2 separate regions of the Macaca mulatta genome follow, and region 1 is linked to region 2. A link is a contact called in public Hi-C data. All regions are on one chromosome and are shown on one strand. The core of a region is the stretch at or near the end of the contact, and the rest is flanking DNA. Distances in the headings are between cores, read along the strand shown.

Region 1 (6,994 bases), core at 2,432-4,931, 260 kb before region 2:
CCAGGTCAGTAAAACCAGAGAAAATAGCCATCTCTAAGCTAAGGGGGGGTGACTCGATTATACTAAGTACCCCAACACTTCTCCCAACCTCATCTACTTAACATCTGCTGACAATATTCTGTTGCAGTTAAAGAATATCAAGCAAATTATTCAAAGAAACCCAGATTTTAAATCCTTCAGGGTTTCGAGAAAATAAGATCTGATTTGATAGAAGACACATATTTATCCAGGTTATATTTTGGCCACCCACATATTTCCAAGTCTCATCCCAACTCAGAAAATACAAATCCATCTTCAGTTTTTCCATCATCTTTACTGATTTTTTCTGTAACAGAACAACTCCAAAATGTCTGTATCAACTTACTGTCCACTTCCTCCTTAAATATTCCAGAACCAACTCTGTTCCTTCACCCCCACTCTCAATAGCAGACACAGGCGTTAACATCACCCTCGTTTTTAAAAAATTAGTCAAAGTGTTTTACAACTGGATTCCCAAGTTCTTCAACCTTAAACAAAATAATGTAGGACTTAATGGGATAGCAAAGCAGAGACCAGAAGAAACTTGTACCTCTCACGGCCCTACAACACTTTCTTCTGCCAAAAAAGAGGAAGGATTATTCCTCTTTACAGCGGCAAACTTCAACCCTAGACAATTTCAGACCTTCAGCTCAGCCTGAGTCCAGATAAATCCAAAGAGTTCACAATGAAAAGCGTAGGTCAGTGTTCCAATTTCTACCTCTCTCCCAAAAGGCAGAAAAGTAGTGTCTCCTGTTTTCCTATTCATCAAACTATTTCTTTTTCACTTTCATCTGTCATAGAGCTCCATCTTCCTTTGTAGAGTTCTTGCAAAGCAGTTCCTAGTAGCAATGGAAACTATTACTCTCCAGGAAAATACAACTTTGCTTAGCAGAAGAGCTTCACACAGAGCAATTTGTCAGTGGTCAATTTTTCATTCCAGACAAGGCTTCTAAACCTGGCACAAATCTGCCTGTCACTCTGCAGTTCACTCAGCTTCCCTCCCCTAATCCCTGCCTGTAACTCACCCATCCCCTGTAGTGTGGTCAGAGAAGGCAGTGCAATCTATACTCAGTATGGATGGCTCAAATCACTGAATTGTATATGCCACTTCCTAGACTCAACCATCTTCCACACCATACTCCTATGCGAAGACCATAAGCACCAAATGAAGTCACTTACCATAACAGCGGCTCCCGGACAAAACAAGGAGTAACATCTCATCTTTTCTCAATTATAGACAGCTTCACTTTCCTGCAATTTGTGGCTATGCATCACTGGCATCACTGGCATCACTATGCACCACCCTCCATGTTATAAAGTAATACCCTGGAGTCGTGAAGTCAGAGACATCATGCATGATATTGAAGAGCATGTGCCGTGGCAGACAGACCCAGGTTTAAGTCTCAGCTCTGCCTCTTATTACCAATATAAGGTACCTATCCTTGGGTAAACTATTCTTTCTAAACCTCAAATTACACATCTGTAAAATGTACCTGACAATCATTATTTACTTGTTCGTGTATTATAAGTGAGACAATATGAGCAGAATACTCAGCACAAGACATGACAATAAACACGTAATTGGTGATATTCAGTATCCATGGGGGTAATCTGTGGGCAGTCACTGCACAGAACCCAGATGCCCTAAAAGCCTCCAGCATTGGCAGAAACAAAACTATGTTCAGCCTCATTCTATTCCCATTCCACAAATGAGAGAGAGCTTTAAGAACAATTTAAACTTTAGCAAGGAGAAATCTCAGAAAGATCCACTCTTTCTTACCGCCAAACCCAACACCGGACAGCCAAGAGATGTTTTTGTTCCTATGGTGAAGGGAAGATCAGTGCAAATGAAAAAGCTAATGAAAGAAGAGCCACTTTAGGATAATCCTTTCATGAGTCAGGTCAGTATTTCGGAGGAAATATATATGCGGATCTTGGAAATTCTCTTCTCATTCAGTTTCTGATCAGTTATGACCCTCCATTATACATAAACAAAAGGAAAAGGCATTTGAAAATCCCAAGAATCGTGGCTGGTGGCAGACTATTACCTTAAGAAATGAGCACATGGAAATTGGGAGAGGGGATCTTAAAATCGGCTTTACACACACATAAGCTGCAGAACATTTTAATCTTGTGAGATCATGGGATAATTAAATGAATTTTTTTAAAAGCTGGGTCTTGCTATGTTGCCCAGGCTGGTCTCCAACTTCTGGCCTCAAGCGATCCTCCTACCTCGGCCTCCTAAGTGCTGGGATTACCAGCATGAGCCACTGCACCGCGCCTGAAATAGAATTTTTCAAAACTTTCTACAACAGCTAAACTTGTGGAGCTTTGTGAGAAAGCATCACATAGGATATTTGCTGTTGCAGACGGAAATGTCAGAACTGCAGTGTGAAACGACATCTAAAAGTTTACAGTCATCATAAACCAGAAAATTTGGTAAAACCAAGAAATGTCAGGTTCCAAGATTTGGGAGGGTTTTGGGGAGGATAACTGGGAGCTGGTGATAAACTGAATTGATATTATCAAATTATCATGGAGCTAGAAGTAAATTGTAAAAATAAACTTTGCAGGTTCAAATTCAAAATTCAAGAATTTTCAAAAAGTTGAGTGTATATAAAATCAGGCAGAATCTACAGTGCTATGAGCACTAGACTAGGAATCCAAACACTTGGGCTCTTGTTCTGGCTCCAACCCAAACCACCATGTGACCTTAAGCAAGTCACTTGCCTTCTTCAAGCCTATCTCCTTATCTTTAAGGGACGGGAGAACAATAATGATTACTAAGATTCTTGCCGGCCTAACCTTTTAAAAGTCAAAGGCACACAAAGATCATGAGCTTTCAGGTCTACACAGAAGGTGGAGGGAAAGAGGGGAAAAGACGGCCACAGAGTGAGAAAACTTGGGAGTCAAGTAACAGCGTTTGTGGGAACAGAAAAGTTTCATGATGGCCAAGTACTCGTAGAGAAGAGCCCATGTCAGGATCTCGAAAAACTGCTAACTACTCAGCATATGTCAAAATGAACAGAAAGACGGGGGGTGGGAGGACAGATATCAACGAATTGTCTCTGTCAATCAATCAGTAATCGATCTGTCCTGGTAAACAGCCAGGAGATCCGAATGCGGCAACCTCGGAAATCACTGTGACCCCTGATGTCAAGGTGTCCGGGAGGCAAGGAACAAGGGGACTCCGTGTCTGCTTCCGTATAGTGAGAGGATTCGGAGAATCGATGAAAAGTGAGGAAGAGGGCAGAGGAAAGGGGATATGGGACACGGAGCAGGCTGGCGGGAGGTGGAGTCAATGCCTGACTCCCGCCCGAAGGCAGGCAGAGGGGTCGGTGTCCGGGGCCCGTTCTCACCATCTTGACGATGCCCCGCTGCACGGTGGGGACCGCGGGTCCCCCGGAGGAGCCGCCGCTCTGCGCGGAGGACGCCATGTGTGGAGATGCAAAGGCAACGAGTGGAGCGGCTGGCCGGACTGGAGGTGTCAATGTGGGTGTCGGTGTTGGTGAAAGGGAGTCGAGGCGAGGGGCAGGCTGGCTACCAGCTGCGGAGGGTGGACGGGACGGACTCGCCAGGCGCTCACAGGAGCAGCAGCGGGACTCGGAACGAAAGAGACGCGATCTCCGCCGCCGCCACACGTTCTACTCGCCGCGCAAGCGTGCCAGAGCGCCACCGCCCTCCGGCCAATTAGCGCCCAAAGCCCGCCGGACCTCAGGCCAATAGGCACCCTGCTCGCGGAGCCCCGCCCCTTGGTCCCCAAAACGGTGGCGAGTTCCAGGAAGCGCTGAAAGAGTTGATTTGCGAGGATGGGCTAAGTATGGGGCGGGACTTCCGGGGCAGCCGGCGTAGGTAATGTCGGGAGGTGTAGTGGGAAGGAAAGGACACGTCAGCATCTGGCCGCGGGGCGCGGGGGGCCATGGGAGCCCCAGGGGCGGAGTCAGCTGCGCCCTCACGCCTGACCCCGCCCATGACGCTCCTCCCTGCCAGCCGCAGGGGCGCACATTTGTATGTCCACCTAGGTGGGCACTGCTGTATCCGGGAATGCGGCCTGGGAGGGTGGAGCCACGCAGGCAGAGTCCTGGAGGAATCTTACCCGCTACACTCGACTTCCGACATTTTAGCTTGGCTAAAAGTATGAAGAGAACTTGGAAAAGTCAGAGCTTGGTGGAACCTCCTACCGATGTGCGCTTTGACCCGCCACGCGGCCGCGCGCCTTCCTTGCAATCGGGAGTGTGTCTCGCTCTTGTTTGTGTCGCTAGGGTCTAGCGCTTGTGAGGCGTTCCATTGATGTTTGTTAGTGGGAGGAATAAATGTCTCTTAGAGGAAGGACGTGCCCCGTATACAGGGGAGAATGACCCTCGTCTCTTCCCAGCTGCTCCCGTGACGTTAGGGAAAAGCCTCGCTTTACGCTCTCCCCCTACCCGGTGTGAAGCGCCTGCAGCCACCGGACACCCTTCCTAGCCCCAGTAAAGAGGTGGGGGAAGGAACGGGAGAGCCAGGGCCTACAAATATTTAAGTGACTGTTTAGCGAGAACTAATATTCGTTGAATGCCCACTATGTGGAACCAAGGACCTTGAATGTGTTATGTCATTTAATCGTGAAACTTGGCTCTACACTGAAGACGTACTGCCCCTGCAGTTCTTTTTGTTTCTTTGGTTTTGTGGCTTTTTTGAGACAAAGTCTCGCTCTGTTGCTCAGGCTGGAGTGCAGAGGCACGATAACAGCTCACTGCAGCCTTGACATTCCCGTGCTCAAGCGATTCTCCTGCCTCAGTCTCCTGTGTAGCTGGAGCTGGTACCACGGGTCCGCGCCACCGTGCCCGGCAGATTGTGTGTGTGTGTGTGTGTGTGTGTGTGTGTGTGTGTGTAGAGAGGAGATCTCACTTTGTTGCCCAGGCTGGTCTCCTGGGCTCGAGTTATCCTCCTGCTTCGGCCTCCTAAAGTGCTGGGATTACATGCATTATCCACAGTGCTCGGTACCCTGCTCTCTTAAAAGATTGTAAATTAATTCTCCCGCACTAAACATATCCCAGGGTCAAGTTTTGAGGTCACCTTCTTAGATCCCTAATTTGCCACCCTTTTCCAAAAAAAAAATGAATAAATAAAATAACCTCTGTGGAGGTTCGTTTCATCTGATTATACCCCTCTCCATCTCGTGGTGTTTTATCTATCCTACCCCTATTTCTACCCTGTCCTTCATTGAAATTGTTAACACTTGGTGCACACTCTTCAGCCAATAATCCTGAAATACTTCAATATCTATGAGCATGATTTATTCCATACCCTGGCCTCTTTGCTTCTTGACCTCATCTTCAGTAAACTTGACCTCTGCACCAATTTAGGACGTTCTCCAGTACAGATAAAACACCATAACTTCATAGATACAATTGTAAACTCAAACACTTTGTTCTTTGATCATAACTGCTGTCCTCTCTCCCTTCTCACTCAGTTAATTGTCTTATATCTTGTATTAGTTGCATAACAATTTGCCCCAAAACTTAAATAATAAAGAAAACAATAAGCATTTATCTCACAGTTTTTGTGGGTAAAGAATCTGGGCTGGTTGCCTGCCTTTTCCTCTAGGTCTTCTCTTATAAAGCTGCAGTCAAGGTGACAAGGGCAGTTGGGGAGGGGACTGTGGTCTCATCTGAAGGTCCTCCTCTGACTGAAGGTAGATTGCTTTCCAAGCTCACTCATAGTTGCTGGCAGAATTCAATTCCTCAAGATGCTGGACTAACAGCCTCAGTTTTTCAATGGTTCAGTTTCCCTCTATGTGCGTCATGGGTCTCTCCAAAGGGCAGCTCACAACGTAACAGCTGGTTTCCATTAGAGCAAGCAAGTGAGAGACAACAGAGGACAAGCTTTAACTAGAATTTAAAGTCCCTGAACTCACTACCCTCACTTTACCAGCTCCCCGCTGCCTTCTCCTGGATCCTTGGCTAGACTCCATGCACTGTCCATCGTTTTAGCCCCTTTCCTACCGATATCTTCATCTGTTATTCCCATTGTCTTTCCTTGGGCCCACCTGTCAAAACTCAACTCTAGGCCCTCTATAGCTCTCTACTTTCTTCAAACCTACCACTTACCTGGAGAAAACACTCAATTCTGCAGGTTGGTGCCACAGTGAATTAATTAATAGGTCCTCACACAGTGCCTGGAATTTCTTCTCTTTATTCAGTCAGCTCAGCCTTGAACTCTACTGAGTTTGTTTTAACTGACTCTACCATCTCCCACACTCTGAAATAGTGATAAGGCCTCCTACTTGGAAGAGAAAATCATCAAGAACTCCCTCCATTTTCCACTACCAAATCTAAAATCTTCCTCCTCATTCCTCTCTTCTCCCTTGTTACTGTCAGCTAAAGAAAAAAAAAAATCAAGCTTTTAAAAAATAAAAGTTAATTTTATCCAGAAGTCTTACTGAGGCCCAAGGACTACATATTGCCCAGGAGCAGTTGCCAGACTGCTCCTGCACAGTGTTTCAGCCCTTTGCTTATATACAGGAGGTGGAGGTTCAGTTACATGCAAAATCACATCAAAGCTTGGGTGTCAAGAGTACATCTGGTTATAGAACTCTAAAGTACATATGGTTATAGATTGTAGAAGTAGAACCACTAACTCTGTCAGATGTTATCTTATGTGCAGGGAAAGGCAAGGACTAAGGTCATTTATCTTTTATGGACTATACTGACTCAGGCAACAGACATTGGGGGCCGTGTGCTTTATCCTGTTTTGTCTTCAGAGCATCTTTCAGGATAGCAGTTGTCATCATCACAGTCAGGGGCTTTGTGAAATTCTGCTGAGAAGCAGAAATGAGGAAATGGCTTCTTACATTTGCTACCTTGTCTCACATTACAAAGAAAAAGCTCCCTCCTACTCTTCAGGCTAAACTCTTCGTCTTAGTTCTTAATCTGCCCCCTCCACATTTCCAATCATTCCCTCTCCGGTTTTTACAGCTTCTCAGTTTATCCTGGGT
Region 2 (7,372 bases), core at 3,739-6,238:
TTTGTACTAATGTTTTTTGTTGATTTATTAGTTTATGCAGTTGGCAGTCAAAAGGGATTTTGAAATGCAGAGTAATGTCGGGTTTGTTTGGACTATAATTCTGTTGATAGTGTGCAATATTGGAGTGAGGCTGAGATCAGTGGTAGTAAGAGCACAGAGGTGTTTATGGCAATGGTTCAGAGGTGAGGTTTGGGACTAGAAGACTGATGGTGCATATGAAGAGAGGAAACTGTATTTCTTAAGTCTTTTTGAAGTATAACCAATAGCTTATGGTTCCAGGTTAGGTGTTGGGGATAAGTGAAAAGAGAAACCTTGTAAACAGGTAATTCATTACTTTGCATCTTTCCAGATGCTCCTCTCTATAACTCCAAGGCTTCTACCTTCAGTTCCCAAATTGATAGCAACACTGTTATTAAAATCTGGAAGAGGAAGAACAGGTTTGGTGAGAAGATAAATTCAGTTTTGGTCTGGCTAATTTTGATATGCCTGGGGAAATGTAGATGGTCTGTCTTGCGGGCAGTTACAAATAGAATTGAGAGGCTCTAGAAACAGGTCTGACCTGGAGATAAAACTTTAGGAATCATCAGAATATAGATGTAACTGGAAGCACAGGCCCCGGACTCAGATAGATTTAGGTTTAAAGATCTAGGTCTAGCTCAGACACCCATTGTCTGTTTCCTTATTGGTAAAATGGGATAATATCTAACCCAGGATCTTTGTAAGGATTTGATGGAAAAATAAACAGCACTTAGCATGGTGTCTGAGTTCAGTAAGTGACAAAATTATCATTAGCTATTATTAGATTGCAATACAGCTAATATTTTTATTATTATTGTAATAGCTAACTTACTATAACAAAAACCCTTTTTTCCCCATGGAATTCGCTTAAATGCTACATGAAATGCATTTAAATGAAAGATCTGTAAGGTATGGTTTGATAGCCACAAGGCAGCATGGTACATGCATCATTGTGTCATTTGGTCAGCAAGACCTATGAGTGCCTTTAGTACAGGGAGTGGAAGATATGAAGCCATGTCAGCAGTTCTCCAGTAGGCAGCTTACCTCCAGGGTAGCAACCCAGTTATATCCACTCCCCACCCTCCTTAAAACAAGCATTTTAGGGAAAGGATTATCTTCGTTTTTCATGTTATGTTGTTTGCAGAATACTTAGGTGTTATATTCTACATAATTGATAACAGATCAACAATTTAATATTTGTCCTTCTAAATAAATTTTTCCATGACCTTTCTACAATCTCAGACCCTATCTTGGCTCATAATTTGATTTCTGTATCATTTTGGATTTAGTTATGTGTGGTAAACTGCCACATCATAATCAAAGCTGTCAAAATCAGGACCAGAGTACACAGGTCCTTTAGGAACTATAATTGCTTCTACTTGATGTTAGGTTCTTATGCTGTGTTTTAGTGGGATCTGCTTAGAATAGATGGAAAACTAAGAATGAATCTTAAAACAACATTTGATGAGAAAAACAAGTTCAGCAAGAAAACTTAAGGAATCACCAAAATGTATTTATAGAAGGCCACCAGACTGACTCAGTCAGTTGTAAGAATAAGTCTGACTAGTGTTTCTTTTACTGTTCTTAGAAAAGCATTAAAAAAAATCAGCAGCTTTAATTAGCTAGTATTATTTTCAAAATAATTATATATTGTGAGAGATTAAATGTGAAAATCATCACAATAATTCCTCCTATTCCTGAATGCATATCCTTTTGCAATGTGATTTTGCTGCTTCTCCCAGCAAGAGGCAAGTCTAAGTGTCTACTTCCTGAATTTAGGCTGGCTCTTTGACTTGACTAACAAAATGTAGTGAAAGTGTTGTCATATAAATTCTGAACTGAGGGCCTCAAGAAATCTTGTAATTTCTATTCTCTACTGGCTTGGCATGCTGCCACTGTATGAGGAAACCCAGGCTAGTCTCCTTGAGGTTGAAAGGCTACAAGAAGAGAGGTCCAGCCAACAGCCAACACCAAATACCATGTGACTGTACCTAGTCAAGCTGCTAGATGACTGTAGCATCTGCGTGGGTCACCCTAGACAAGGCTAGCCCAAATTACTAATCTTCAGAATTGAGAGCACATAAAATGACTTTAAGCCACCAATTCTGGGTGGCTATACAGCAATAATATACCGTATATGTGTATGTGTGTATGAGAGAGAGAAAGTGTTCTTTCATCTTGAGGACGAGAGAATTTTAAACTATAAAATGGATTTACGTTAACCATTACAATGTACTTCTAGACTTTTAGGATGAAAAAGTAATGTGTCACCTAGGTTGCTGCAGTGAACAATGAAAGGGAAGGCAGATCATTTTTTTGGGATGGTTTGTGTGCATTGTTTTTAGAGGTAGGGTGATAATTCTAGATGATGTCTAAGGTTCCTTTAAGCTCTAGAGCCCTGTGAAATTTCAATTAAATTCTTGTAATTTAGCAACTCATTTCCACTTCATGAACTTGCACATAGCATTTTAATATGCAATACCTTTCGCAACTGGCAGGATCTACTGGCTTGTCTTTCACATACAATGTGAACCAAAACAGCTATGGCATAGTGAAGGTAGCATAGTATAGATGGTACAGTGTGATGGCTAAGTTCACGAGTTCCAGAGCCAAACTGCTTGCGGTCAAATGATGGCTCAGCTACCTATCAGCTGTAACTTTGGTGTATTAGTCCATTCTCACATTGCTGTAAGGAAACACCTGAGACTGGGTAGTTTATAAAGAAAAGAGGTTTAATTGACTCACAGTTCTGCATGCCTGGGGAGGCCTCACTTACAATCATGGCAGAAAGCACCTCTTCACAGGGCAGCAGGACAGAGAATGAGTGCCAGCAGGGGAAATGCCACATGCTTATAAAACCATCAGATCTCATGAGAACTCACTAGCAGGAGAACAGCATGAGGGAAACCACCTCCATGATTCAGTTACCTCCCACTGAGTCCCTCCCACAACACGTGGGGATTACAGGGACTACAATTCAAGATGAGATTTGGGTGGGAACACAGCCAAATCATACCACTTGTTAAGTCATCTAAACTCTCTTTACCCCAGTTTTCCCACCTGTGGAATGGAAGGATAGCAAAACCTCATTAAATTGTTGATAGGATTAAATGAGCTAATATTGAGTTTAAAACGTATTAACTACTCAATACATGTCAAATAGTAGTACTGTTAATTATAGTAGGGAGTAATCTAGGTCCTGACCCCAAGTTCCTACTGACTGGCACATTACTTAATCTCTCTGGGTCTCAATTTTTGATTCTTTCTTTTCTTTCTTTCTTTTTTTTTTGTTTGAGACGGAGTCTCACTCTGTTGCCAGGCTGGAATGCGGTGGCGCGATCTTGGCTCACTGCAACCTCCGCCTCCCGGGTTCACGCGGATTATTTCATTTTTATAGATATGTTTAATATTTGTTTTACCCACACGCACATTTAATCTTGACTCTAATTCTAATCATTCAAAGATTGTCTAAACTTACTCTGTTAGCAAGCAATTTTGAGGACTCTCTAGTACTGACCACTTTGCATTAGAATATAAATAACACTACATTTGCTCACAAAACATACTGTTGTTTTTTAATTTTTTTTCTCACACCTGGTCAGCAAACAACTGATATATCTGAAGCAAAGCTTTTTCAGGGTTAGGGCAATTTAGACTTGCATATTCATTTTTAAGCCTATGATAAATATGTTTATTACATAAAAGTAGGAAAAGATCCTCTGAAAATGCAGAAAATATTTTACCTCACATTTTACCAAAGATCTCCAATATAGATATTTTTATGTTTCTTTCAGTCTTTTTTCACTGCATTTTTTGGAGTGACATTGCGCTTTATTATTGTATATCATTTTTCATATTACAGCCTTCTTATTGCATTTCAAAATCAATTTTTCTGCTTATTAGTTTTATATGCTTAATTTACAAATTTTGCAAAGTATACAGAATAAAGAAAATAAAAATCGTTCATAATTGCACCGTTACAGCCCACTGTTAAAGTATCACACTTCAAAATACTTCCTTTGTTGCTTAAGCATATCCCATACAACTAAATTTTATACAAAATGTGATTTTTATTGGTTGCATAACAAACACTATCTCAGAAGTATCATAACTTATTTTACATTAATTTATAAACTGTGGCATTTCATGTTTTAGTTTCACGTTAAGTGATGCCTCTCGACTCTTGGACCGATATATATGATCATACCGCTTATGGGACTGGTTAGTGTGTGTTTAAGATCATCTTTCTATCCTTTTCTTGTCATCCCCTATAATCAAGCTGCTGCAATCCCCGGAGACCTAATGCAAACGCTTCACCTCCTGGACCCAAGCCATCCACCACCGTCCCCCACCCTCTGCCTCAGCCTCTTATGTAGCTGGGACCACAGGCATGCGCCATCCTGCCCGGCTATTTTTTTTTTTTTTTTGGTTGAGAGGGGGTTTTGCCATGTTGCCAGGCTAGTCTTTAACTCCTGGGCTTAAGCGATCCTCCCGCTTTGACCTCCCGAAGTGCTGGGATTACAAGCACCAGCCACTGCGCCTGGTTTTTAAAGTAACAAATGTATTAATTTACAAACTTTCCTTTGGATTTTGAAAACTAAACTTTTTCTCTTCTAAACAAAGTCTATCTACTAAACTTCAGTTTTTCCAGGACCCCGCACAATGGCAGCTTAAGTTGGACCAACTGGAAAGGTTTTCAGTGGATCTTGGGGAGGATCGGAGATAAGGCGAATGGGCTTTATTCTCTTAAAATTTCCTGACAGTGGACACATATTTGCTTGATGTCACCAAGAGCAAGAATTACGTTCCAGGAGCTGGGAGGAAAACGACGGGGGCGGTTCCCTCGCCCCCAAGAAGCGGTCCTCGGTTGGCAGAATTTGACAGATGTCTGGGATCTTCGGGGATTTTCCAAGCAGGATGCGGGCGCAGAAGAGGAGGGAAAGGGCGTGAGCTCACGTGACCCAACTCCACTTTCAGGTTTGAGAAGCGGAGCTGCCGGGATAAATACCCATCTGCTACCAATAGATGCTTTCTCTCCCTTGGGCCTGATAAAACAACCCCCAAGTTCCGGGAGGCACGCTTCGAAAATTGTTGGCAAGAAAAAAGTAAGTTCAACTTTTGCCATTTAGCAATGCACTGACAGCCTTTTGGGGATCATCACTACTTACGGCTCATACATCTGCTCACCGCTTCCTAAGCCCTCTCCTAACCCTCCCCGAGTTTCAGTTCCACTGTACAGAGAACGCCGAGAGCAACAGTTTGGTGGCGGAGCAACCCGTCTCCGTGGGCGCGCACGCCGCACCGCAGACCTCACACCTCACCCTGGGCTTCGGCTCTCGGTCGGCCCGAAACTCCGGCCGCGGCCCTGGTGTCCCCTGCCCCGGTTCCCTCCCCTTGGACACGGCCCTCGCGCCCGCGGACCCGGTCGCCTCCCCATCCGCCGCAGCGGGTACAGCGCGTCGCCTCCCCAACAAGCGGGGGCGCCGACCGGGCGCATGCGCGCGGCGCTCCCGGGCGTGCCGGCCACACTCCCCCCACCCACTCGGTGAGCTTGTCACTTCCTGCCCTCGCCCCATCTCCGTCCGGGGTCAGTCAGTCGCTCCCTGTCGCTGCCGGAGAGTCTCTGCTTCCCCCTTCCTACGCGCTCCGCGGCGGTAGCTCGGGCTCTCCGGAGGAGGGAACGACAGAGAAAAAGAGAGACTGACTTAATAAAGTTTCCTGAAACAACAACTACCACCGAAAAGGCCCAAGGTGGGGGGAGACCCCCATTCTTCCCCGCCCCTCTCCTAAAGCCTGAGGGACCGTTGCAGGTGGAGCGGCGCTGGAAGGACCCGGGCTGCGGCGGCAGCCGTTGCCCCGGCGAGGGGAGCCTCAGGTCCTACCCGCTCCGGTTCCGGCTCCTTCGGTGGCGGCGGCGGCTGCTGCCGGGCGGTTCCTCCTGTCAACTGCCTCCGCCCGCGCGCCACCCGCCTAGCCACACAGCGCGGAGGACGCCGTAAGCCGCCGCCGCAGTCGCCTCGGCCCGCGGAGGGACGTGGTGAGCTGTGGCGCTTCCGCGTCAGCGCCGGCGGGGACTCTTTGGGAACGCGTCGGGCCCGAGTCCCGGTTCCCTCGCGTGGTCAGCGGAGGCTGCGCCAGGTGGGGCCCGCAGCAGCCTCCCACGCCAGGCTGTCCCCGCGGCTGCCCGGCCTGCCTTCCTTCCTTCCGCCCGCCGGCCCGCCCTAGGAGTTGAGTAAGTTGGGCGCACTTGGTTGTGGGAACGGGGTCTCCGCCAGGGAGACCCCAACGCACGTGCGTAGCGGGAGGGCGCGGCGTGAGCCCGCAGTCGGCGGGAGCGGCACCTCCGTAGTCTCAGAGCCCGGCGGTGCCCGCCGCGCTCCGCGCTCCCTCTCCGCGCGCCCGCCCGGGACGGCGAGGCCGCAGCCGCCCGCGCAGCTGGCCAGGCCTTCGCCCTGCGTTGCGCACCCGAAGCTGCGTTTCCGGGTAGGGCGATGAACCTGTGTGGGGAGTTTGGGCTGCAGGAGGGTTTGTGCGTCTTTCTGTTTTCTTTTCGAGAGGGAGGTGCGGGTCCGTGGAGGGAAAACGGATGGCTGATGATGGGAACGTATCTGGAAAATGCAACCAGTACCCCCCAGGAAGTTCAGGGCGAGTGACGGGTTTGTGCTTCTTTCAACAGCCACGCCGCAATGAAGAGCTTCTTACAGTGAAAGGAAAGTAGGTCGAGTCCACTGAAAATGCCTTTAAGGGACAAATACTGTCAGACTGACCACCATCATCACGGATGCTGTGAACCAGGTAGACCCCTCTTCATCCCCAGTTGCTTTGCCCTCCATCAGAGCCACTCTGCCTTCTCTTTCTTTTTAGTTTTTTTTTCCTCCTGCCCCAGTAGTTATTCTTAAGCAGGCTATAATATTCCCCAGCATAAGCCAGTTATGAAGCTAAAAGCTTGTACAAACAAGAGGTCTCCCCTGCTTGATCCCTTAAAAAAAGTACTGCAAGTGTCACCTTAAATCATTTCCACAAGATCAGTCGCTCAGTCTTTTTTCTTTCTCTTTCAAGGCATCCTGCGGTTAATATACTCCTATGGTCTGTAAGTGTTTAAAACTGAGGAGAAAGGAAAACGTAGAATACTAGATTTGTTGTCCTGAAATTGTTTCACTGAAACTTTAAAAATTAAAAGTTTCTTAGGCATTTTTATCAACAAGTAGTTCTGAAAGTCTAAAAGTGAGTTTAGTTTGGGTTTTAAAAGTTTGTTGAACTCATTGGGAGAATCAGGTTTTGCTAAGTGCAACCTTTAAAAAAATTTCTTGGGCAGAACATATTATATTGCAAAATAAAAGAAAAATCTCTTTAT

What was found. A called contact is a pair of places that touch in the nucleus more often than the background predicts.
Region 1: a Hi-C map of liver shows a contact between it and region 2, with 2.5 times the contacts expected there. The contact joins the promoter of SND1 here to the promoter of ZNF800 in region 2. A contact is called at or near these places in 3 of 14 Hi-C or Micro-C datasets (cortical neurons, fetal cortex germinal zone and liver).

The regions. Positions count from the first base shown.
Region 1 is chr3:167,501,074-167,508,067 of T2T-MMU8v2.0, reverse strand. SND1 (staphylococcal nuclease and tudor domain containing 1) reads right to left here and starts at 3,681. Exons shown (of 24, transcript XM_077997258.1): 1 at 3,378-3,681.
Region 2 is chr3:167,239,914-167,247,285 of T2T-MMU8v2.0, reverse strand. ZNF800 (zinc finger protein 800) reads left to right here and starts at 4,988. Exons shown (of 6, transcript XM_015134845.3): 1 at 4,988-5,123; 2 at 6,695-6,813. The coding sequence starts at 6,753.